2 separate regions of the Sus scrofa genome follow, and region 1 is linked to region 2. Evidence: chromatin contacts called from public Hi-C data. All regions are on one chromosome and are shown on one strand. Each heading gives the region's core, a stretch centred on a gene start, on an enhancer-like site or on the middle of the called end of the contact. The rest is flanking DNA. Distances are from core to core; before and after follow the strand shown. Region 1 overlaps GALNTL6 (polypeptide N-acetylgalactosaminyltransferase-like 6). Region 2 overlaps GALNT7 (N-acetylgalactosaminyltransferase 7).

Region 1 (3,889 bases), core at 524-3,023, 220 kb after region 2:
TAGGCTCAGTTACCTATTATTAGAATAAGAATTTCCTGCCCTATTAACACTGTCATTGATTACATCATTATGTTATTTAAAATCACAATTCCTAGGTACTATAAACAGTGCAACCACTGCAGGAACTGGTGGGTTTTTTTTTTTTCCCCCTAAAGTTTTTTGAAGTATAGTTGATTTACAATGTTGTGATAATTTCTGCTGTGCAACAAAGTGACTCAGTCATAAATATACACACATCCATTCTTTTTCAGATTCTTTCCCCACGCAGAATAGTGGGTAGAATTCTCCGTGCTATTCAGCAGGTCCCCATTGGCCAATCATTCTATATACCTCAGTGTGCACACGCCAATCCCACACCCCCAGCCCATCCTCCCCCTGCCACCTGTCCCCTTTGGTAACTGTAAGTTTTTCAAAGTCTGTGGGTCTGTTTCTGTTCTGCAAATAAGTTCATTTTCATTTTGTATCCTTTTTAAAGATTCCACATATAGGTGATATCATATGATGTTTGTCTTTCACTAACTTCACTTTGTATGAAGGAGCCAGTGGTTTTGACTGGTTTATCCATTTTTCAGTCTGTCTTTCTTCCTCTTTTTGGTTTTTATATACACAGAAGCCGGAGCTGAAAGGCACTGCAGTCAGGACCTTTATTATTATGTCTCTCATTATCCTGGTGGGGACCCTGGGCCTGCAGAAAAGCAAGGGTTTGTCATCACCACACTGCAAGCACCCAGGCTTGTGTGTGCTTTCATAGACAGTCTTTTCTCACTTTTTACTCTCTTTCACTTTACTTTTCTGACTTTTTATTAAATAGACCAGTTAAGACCAAAAGAATAACTGTGTTAAAGCAAGTGGCCACATTCTTGTCTTGCCTGATGCATTCGTTCCCCTGTCACAGGTGTATCTTGGGCACCCCCTGTGACTTTCAGTTCATGTTTCCAGGTCTGTGGTCATCCTCAGGTGTGTAGATAAATTGTTAGCCTGCAGGCTTCACAGTGCCTTATGAATCATTGTTATTATCACCTGGTGGTTTGTGCCTGCATCCCAGGTGACAAGTGTTTGGATTTTATCAACTGCTTTATTCTTCTGCACCTGTCATTAGCTAAGATTTTTTTCTCTTTCCCTTCTTTAAAATGCTCTCTCCTGCCACATAGCTGAGTCTAATGATCACGTGGAACCAAACAGGCTCTAGCCTTTAGTTCCTCAGGCCCATGTTCCCTCGGGCAATTGTGTCAAAGCAGAAACAAGTTGACCTTATGCAAGCTTTTCATGGTTTGCCTTCCATCCTTTGGCTGCTCCTTGCCCATGAGAAGTGTGTGCATTTTACTCAGGTTTCTGGCATAATACCTCTTGATTTTTTTTTTTTTTCTTCTCAATCTCACATTCCTCAATTTTGGAGTAAATCGATGTTCGTTTCTCCATTTTCTCCTCTGAATAGTTTGAAACACAGATTCGGGATGATCCGTAAGTCATACTTCTTGGCGTTCGTGTTGGCGTAGTGGGTGTAACGTTGCCTGAGTTCTTACTGTTTTGCATGAACGTGCACTCAAGCTTCAGTGCAGTGTGTACGCTATCTTAATCTTCCTAGGGGACTTGAGAAGACGGAAACTGTTTTGCTCTCTGAGGGTAGTTAGATTTTCTTTCATTGACATGTGGTTGGCGGAGGTCCGAGACACTGCGTGTTCCCGCTGGTGGTTTTTACTGTCAGCAGCCTGGTACTGAGGCTGCACCGCCTCCGGGGAGCGTCATGTACCAGGGGCCCTGCCCCACCTCCCCCTCTGCACATCTGTTCCTGCTCTGGAAAGGGCAGCACCGCCCACGTCCTCAGCAGGATGGATGCGCTGTTGCAGAGCTTCCTCCGCCAGGAGGTCATGGCCGAACCGGCCCGAGGGCTCCCCCTCGCCCACCTCTACCTTGGACTCTTCAGGGCAGATGGGGAGCATCCTTCCAGACCGCTCAGGTTTATGAAGAAGGTCTTTTTTTCTTGCCCTTTTTAGGTCGCTGAAGGAAACTGAAAGCCAGTCCGTGGCGCTGCAGCTAGCTGGATGGAGAACCCCACGCTCCCTTCCGGCAGGAAAGCCTTAGTCACCCCCCCATTTCCCACCCCCCCGCCCGCCACAAAATGCCACAAAAGGCGTTTTCTTACCCAAATGCTTTTAAAGATTCTTTACTCCCATGGACCTACTTTGTTCATTCATTTGTTTCTTACTTTTGTCATTAAAAAAGACCATTTCAACTCTAATAAGGGCCCCTTTTGTGTTCTTTGAGTGCTTTTGAATCAAAGAGAATACCTGTAATTTTCCTGTCGTGATCTATTTTTCTCCTCCAGGAACTTTAATCTAAATGGAGAAGAAAGAGCCCTAATTCTTGTAAGTCACTGAGTAATATACTGAATAAGCATACTGTTAATTACTGAAAAACAGAGCAGCATGTGATGTTTTAACCTCCAAGTCAATATACTGTGGTACGCATGTCAAATATGATTGACTTTTCAACTCCTGTCAACCCTGTTTGATCTCCCTCTTTTCAGTCTAGACTGGAAATCTTTTCAAAGAGAAAAGATCTTTTGTGCAGCTTCTAAATTGTCGGCTTGTCTAGTGCTGACCTCTGGTGACTATTTCTTGAATTACAGGACATAGATTTTATTGCAATTTTGCCTGAGGGTGGGAGGGGGGAGGCGGGGGAATGTACCTGCAATTTTTTTTTTTTTTTTTTGTCTTTTTGTCTTTTTTTGCCATTTCTTGGGCCGCTCCTACGGCATATGGAGGTTCCCAGGCTAGGGGTCCAATCGGAGCTGTAGCCACCGGCCTACGCAACAACCACAACAACGCGGGATCTGAGCCGCGTCTGCGACCTACACCACAGCTCACGGCAGCCAGCGACGGATCCTTAACCCGCTGAGCAAGGCCAGGGATTGAGCCCGCAACTTCATGGTTCCTAGTCAGATTCGTTAACCACTGAGCCACGACGGGAATGTACCTGCAATTTTTAAAGTATATGTAGTATAGCTGGCCTTATTTATATTTATTTTCAGCTGTCAATTTAAGCCTACAGTCCAAAGAATATTCCATTCTAGCACATTCTGGGGGGTAGAGGTGTTAAACCTGACTCACATTCAGGTGTGCACCCTTGGCACCTATCAGCTGGCCAGGTGTGTCCCTTGGCTAGGCTGAATAGAGGTGGGGGAGAGAAAATGATCTCAGCAGTTACCAATTTTCCTCATGGCTTTCTCCTTTTTCTTTTTTATTTATTTTTTCTTTTTTTAGGGCTGCATCTGCAGCATATGGGAGTTCCCAAGTCAAAAATTGAGATACTTCCCTTTCTCTCACATTTACTTTACAAAATCACCATAACCTGGTTATTTAATTGCTAGTCATACCTCAAGTCTATTTAAATCTCTCCTTTAGTAGCTCTAGAATGCTAGTCTAAGGTACCAACTTCTATGTTCTAGACTTTTACAATAGATGACTAACTGTTCATATGCTTTCAAAATCCCTCCTATTTTTTTTTTTTTTTTCTTTTTTACAGCCATACCTGCAGCATATAGAAGTTCCCAGGCTAGGAGTCAAATCAGAGTTGCAGCTGCTGGCCTACACCACAGACACAGCAACGCAGGATTTGAGTAGAATCTGAGACCTACCTGTAGGACCTTAACCCACTGAGTGAGCCCAGGGATCGAACCCGCATCCTCAGGGACACTATAGCAGGTTCTTAACCTGCTGGGCCACAACGGGAATTCCTTTTCCACTGCAGGTGCCAGTCTTATTGCTAGGTCTCTGAAGCCTCCTTTCTTGCTCCCAGGCTGAAGCCAGAATTGCTTCTTGGAGGAATCAGTCCAGTACCATTCAGCTCCCTGGTAATACCCAGAGGATGAAGGAGGCAAGCTGACTGC
Region 2 (3,929 bases), core at 1,425-3,924:
TTTTGAAAGATGGTAAAACGTTCCAGTGAAAAGACCAAAAGCAGAGAGTAGCATAAACTGTTCTATTTGAAGAGCCACAGAAGGGAGAAAGGCTGATTTTGGAATAAAGTTTCCTTTTAATCAAATACTCTTCTGAGAATGAAGTAATAAAGGATTCTATGTAACATTTCCCAAAGTCATGTATTTTTATTCATCAACTTTAACTTGTACAAAAATAGTATTTAAGAGTTAGCAGATAAAACAAAAGGAGGGAAAAAACTCTTGCCGCAGCCTTTCATTGTTAACACTACCCCCAAGGCATCGAAGTGGATATAAAACTTGGACTGTAAGTAATTTACACGTTTTAAACTTACAGAATGACGTGATCGTCAAAAGAACATAATCTCATGTCCAGTCTATTAGGACGGGATGACAAAAGACTTTGTTTTTTCCACTGGTATTTGGAACTAATGCCATGAAATATATGCCCACCCCCAAATGGAGCTTGCTTTTAAGGAAAAAGCAATCACTGTGAATTTAAACGTGTGAAATAGAGCAAAGAAAGAAAACCTTTCAGAATCTGAGACAGCAGGTACAGTTTCAATAATAATACTTTTTTTTTTTTTTATTTTTTTTAAGGTTGGCAAGTGGTTAATAGGTTAGTGCCAGCTGGAGAAAAGAAAAACAGGTAAGTGATTTAGTGATTACCGATACGGTTCAGTTTTTGTCTTTCTCATTCTCTTCTCTCGAGGGGTCAGAGGCACCCGTTTCCAGAGCATGCTCCAATCCCACGCGCCTCGGGCATACCCATCTTCATCACCACCCCCTTGGGGTACAATTTCATACGTGTTGCCATTTATGACATCTATAATCGGCACAGTGCAAATGGTTCTGTGTTGTGTTGATGATGGCAGCAAAGATGAAATGGAAGGACACGTACGGACCCACATGTTTATATGAATACATGGGGAAGGAAAAAAAAGAAGGCACTTAGATCAACATTTCACATAAGAAGAGGAAGCAGTAATCTTTACCGATAAGGCTCAGTTTTATGTTTTCTCTTGGCCTTTTCCTTGTGGCTTAGGGGAATACGTTTCCACAGTAAACTCCAGTCCCAGGCCCCTCTGGCAAAGCCATCTTCGTCCCCACCTTGCTGTGGCTCAATGGAAAAATCATTCCCATCTATGTAATCTATTAGAGGCACAGTACATGTAGTTCTGAAACATTTACAGAAAATGAAAAAGCATTTAAGAAACCAAATCTGACTAGTTTAACAAGCCTAGCTGTATTATCTTTTTTCCCCCCATACCCAAGGCATGTGCAAGTTCCTGGGCCAGGGATTGAACCCGCTTCACAGCTGTAACCAGAGCCACAGCAGTGTCAATGCCAGATCCTTATCCCACTGAGCCACCAGGAAACTTGTGTGTTATCTCTTTTTACTGGGGGCAGGGTGGTGTCTACCCCTGCCCCACCCCCCACCAGAGACTTTAATACCTAATGGGAAATAGAAGTGAATAAATGCATTGAAGAGTCAAGGAGGCTGGTTTCATAAAGGAAGGAGAGAGGAGATGTTCCTTGGCTTCTGGGCAAATGTCAGGGATAAAGAGCCATATTTTTAAATTTAACAGTGTTTCCTCACTTTCACTTTGGTCCTACAGGCAATGTTCTCTTGGTAACCTTGCATTATCTACCAGATTTCCTTGCCTGTTATTTTCCCTCCTGACCCCTACATTAAAAATGACTGTGTGTGTATGCGTGTAGAAAGATAATGCCTGCTACACTTTCAGTAGTGTTCCCAAGTCTTCGCTGCTTTCTGCTTCTTTGAGAACAGTTATTACGAAACTGTTTCTGTACATTTACTTGATCTTCTTTTCCTGCTTTTTATTGCAAAAAAAGCCAGCTTTTCTTTTACTTAAAAAAAAAAAAAAAGCTTACATTGCCAAAAAAAAAGTACTGTACTGTATTCCTGCTTTTTAAAAAAACAAGAAAAAAATCCCTCAAAATCTGCTAAAAAACTTAAATAGTGGCCTGAGAATTTGGAGCAAACAATTACCTTTTCTTTGAGCTTTATGAAAATGCTGGCACTATATGACTAACTAGGTGTACAGCCAACTCTACAAAGATAATTGGTGCCCTGCTAGTCTCAATGCTCCTTTTATCAGAAAGGATTTCAAAATGTATTTCCTAAAATGGAGATTATAGGTTTTCATGGCCATGTTAAGCTGCTTTTTAGATGTTTAGAAACCAAGGGCAAAGTCTATGGGGCTTCAGATTTTGACAGAGGGAAGGTGTTGTGGATTCCCACCGGCCAGGGGAAGGTCCCTGTGGGACGCTGTCCCCTCACTGCCCCCAGGACTGCCAGTCTGCAGCAGGAGAGGTGAAGATAAAGGCTGTTTATCTTTCTCACTTCTCATGACTCTCAGATTTCTAAGTATGCAGTGGAACGTGTCCCAGAGATCTCAGTTGGACAATTTATTAGTTGTCTGACTTGGAACAAATCAATTAATTTCTCTAAGCCTCAGCAAACTCTTCAAGACAATGGAGCTAATGATATGTATCTTACAGGGTTGCTGTGAGCATTAACTCAAAGAGCACATGAAAATCATTCATGATAAATCCTCTGATGATTAAACCCTCCAGAGTTCTTCCTCTGACTCATGCCATTGCCATGGGGATTTGCCTTATTTTTTTCTAGATTCTGAAATAGTCAGAATTCTGGGCTGATGACAAGGAAGGCTTTGGGAACCAGGAGACCAGTGCTGCTGTCCACTGTTTCAGACCTTGTGTAAATGGAATGGCGATCAACCCATTTCCTTAGCACAGGTATCCACTTACTTTAAAGGTCCTAGGGGAACTTGGGGCCTTGACACAAATAACAAACAGCTGGTCCTTACCATGTAAAATAACAATTTCAAAGGGCATAAAAAAACAATAGGCATAATTTCAAAGTATGTTCCTTCAAGTCTTTCGAATGTTACCGAAGTGGAGGGAACAATTACTATTATTCTTAGAGAAAGCTTCTGGAGCTAGAGGAAGTCTCTTCAGTAACCCAACCACAAGATGATTCTGAGGGAGATGCCCTAGGCTCAGATGCCTAACTGCCTGCATCCAAATCAGCCCCAAGGATAGGTCCAGCTCCACCCAGGGAAACAACTAGTGAAAGATAACACTCAAAACACAACATGATACCCTGAATGGAACTGAAATCAGAAGAATGAGAATATTATTTGTCCTTCTAGGAAGAGGTTTACTTTTCAACTAGGAAAGAAAGAAAGCAAGAGCATGTTACCTGTCCTTAGATATAGGAGCTACAAGTGGTGCATACCAGTTAACTGCCACCTCGCAGTGGGCGTCGAGGTATATCAAAACCTTCAAAAAGAGAGGCAGGGTGAAAAAACACTCCTCGTATATGGCACATCATCTATCACATACAAGTTAAAATTGGATGCTAATACAAACTCTTTGTTAGAGTCAACTGTGACACGTAAGTTTTCTGTTTAAGCCAACATTTTCATTTCAGTTAAAAAAATTAAAAACTCAAGGTGTATTTAAAAATGTATATGATCTTTTAGTCACTAAATCCAAAATGTTGATATCTATTATAGGTATCAAATGTTTCCTACCTGTCCCAGTTTGGCCTTCTGGGCACCGATACTTCGTGCCTGAATTAAACCTTCTCTTCTCTCATTTCGAAATACCTTCACTAGGCCATTCCACAGCTTAATATACTCATCCAGTTTTTCTTTTAAATGTTCTATGAATGAAAAATTCATTCACCATTACAAATTATATTTACGTCTATAAACCAGTTAAACAATTATTTTTCTCAAGAAAAAAGGCTCGGCAACAACAGGTACTTTGGGCAGTCAATAATTTTACATAGATCAGACTGAATGTTTACTCCAGGAAAGTAAGGTAAAATGTATTATTCAAGTTAAATGCTGAGCTTA

The links. A called contact is a pair of places that touch in the nucleus more often than the background predicts.
Region 1: a contact with region 2 is called in a Hi-C map of embryonic fibroblasts, with 5 times the contacts expected there. The contact joins two enhancer-like sites. A contact is called at or near these places in 3 of 5 promoter capture datasets (fetal skeletal muscle, liver and skeletal muscle), 27 of 47 Hi-C or Micro-C datasets (adipocytes, adipose tissue, blood and 16 more) and 2 of 2 datasets of contacts at active chromatin or transcription factors (alveolar macrophages and skeletal muscle).

Annotation. Positions count from the first base shown.
Region 1 is chr14:16,957,063-16,960,951 of Sscrofa11.1, forward strand. All of the region lies in intron 10 of GALNTL6 (polypeptide N-acetylgalactosaminyltransferase-like 6), which reads right to left. LOC110256613 (a long non-coding RNA gene) reads left to right here. Exons shown (of 5, transcript XR_002338371.1): 3 at 1,995-2,366; 4 at 3,799-3,889. Among named protein-coding and RNA genes, the nearest start is that of GALNT7, 120 kb to the left of the region's middle. Within about 2 kb of position 1,774, at least 18 of the 83 cell types and tissues checked have an H3K27ac peak or open chromatin away from gene starts, as enhancers often do. A contact at or near this core is called in embryonic fibroblasts, where this site is marked.
Region 2 is chr14:16,735,812-16,739,740 of Sscrofa11.1, forward strand. It overlaps GALNT7 (N-acetylgalactosaminyltransferase 7), which reads right to left. Exons shown (of 12, transcript XM_021072438.1): 4 at 3,603-3,733; 5 at 3,269-3,348; 6 at 1,014-1,196. Among named protein-coding and RNA genes, the nearest start is that of HMGB2, 28 kb to the left of the region's middle. Within about 2 kb of position 2,675, at least 10 of the 83 cell types and tissues checked have an H3K27ac peak or open chromatin away from gene starts, as enhancers often do. A contact at or near this core is called in embryonic fibroblasts, where this site is marked.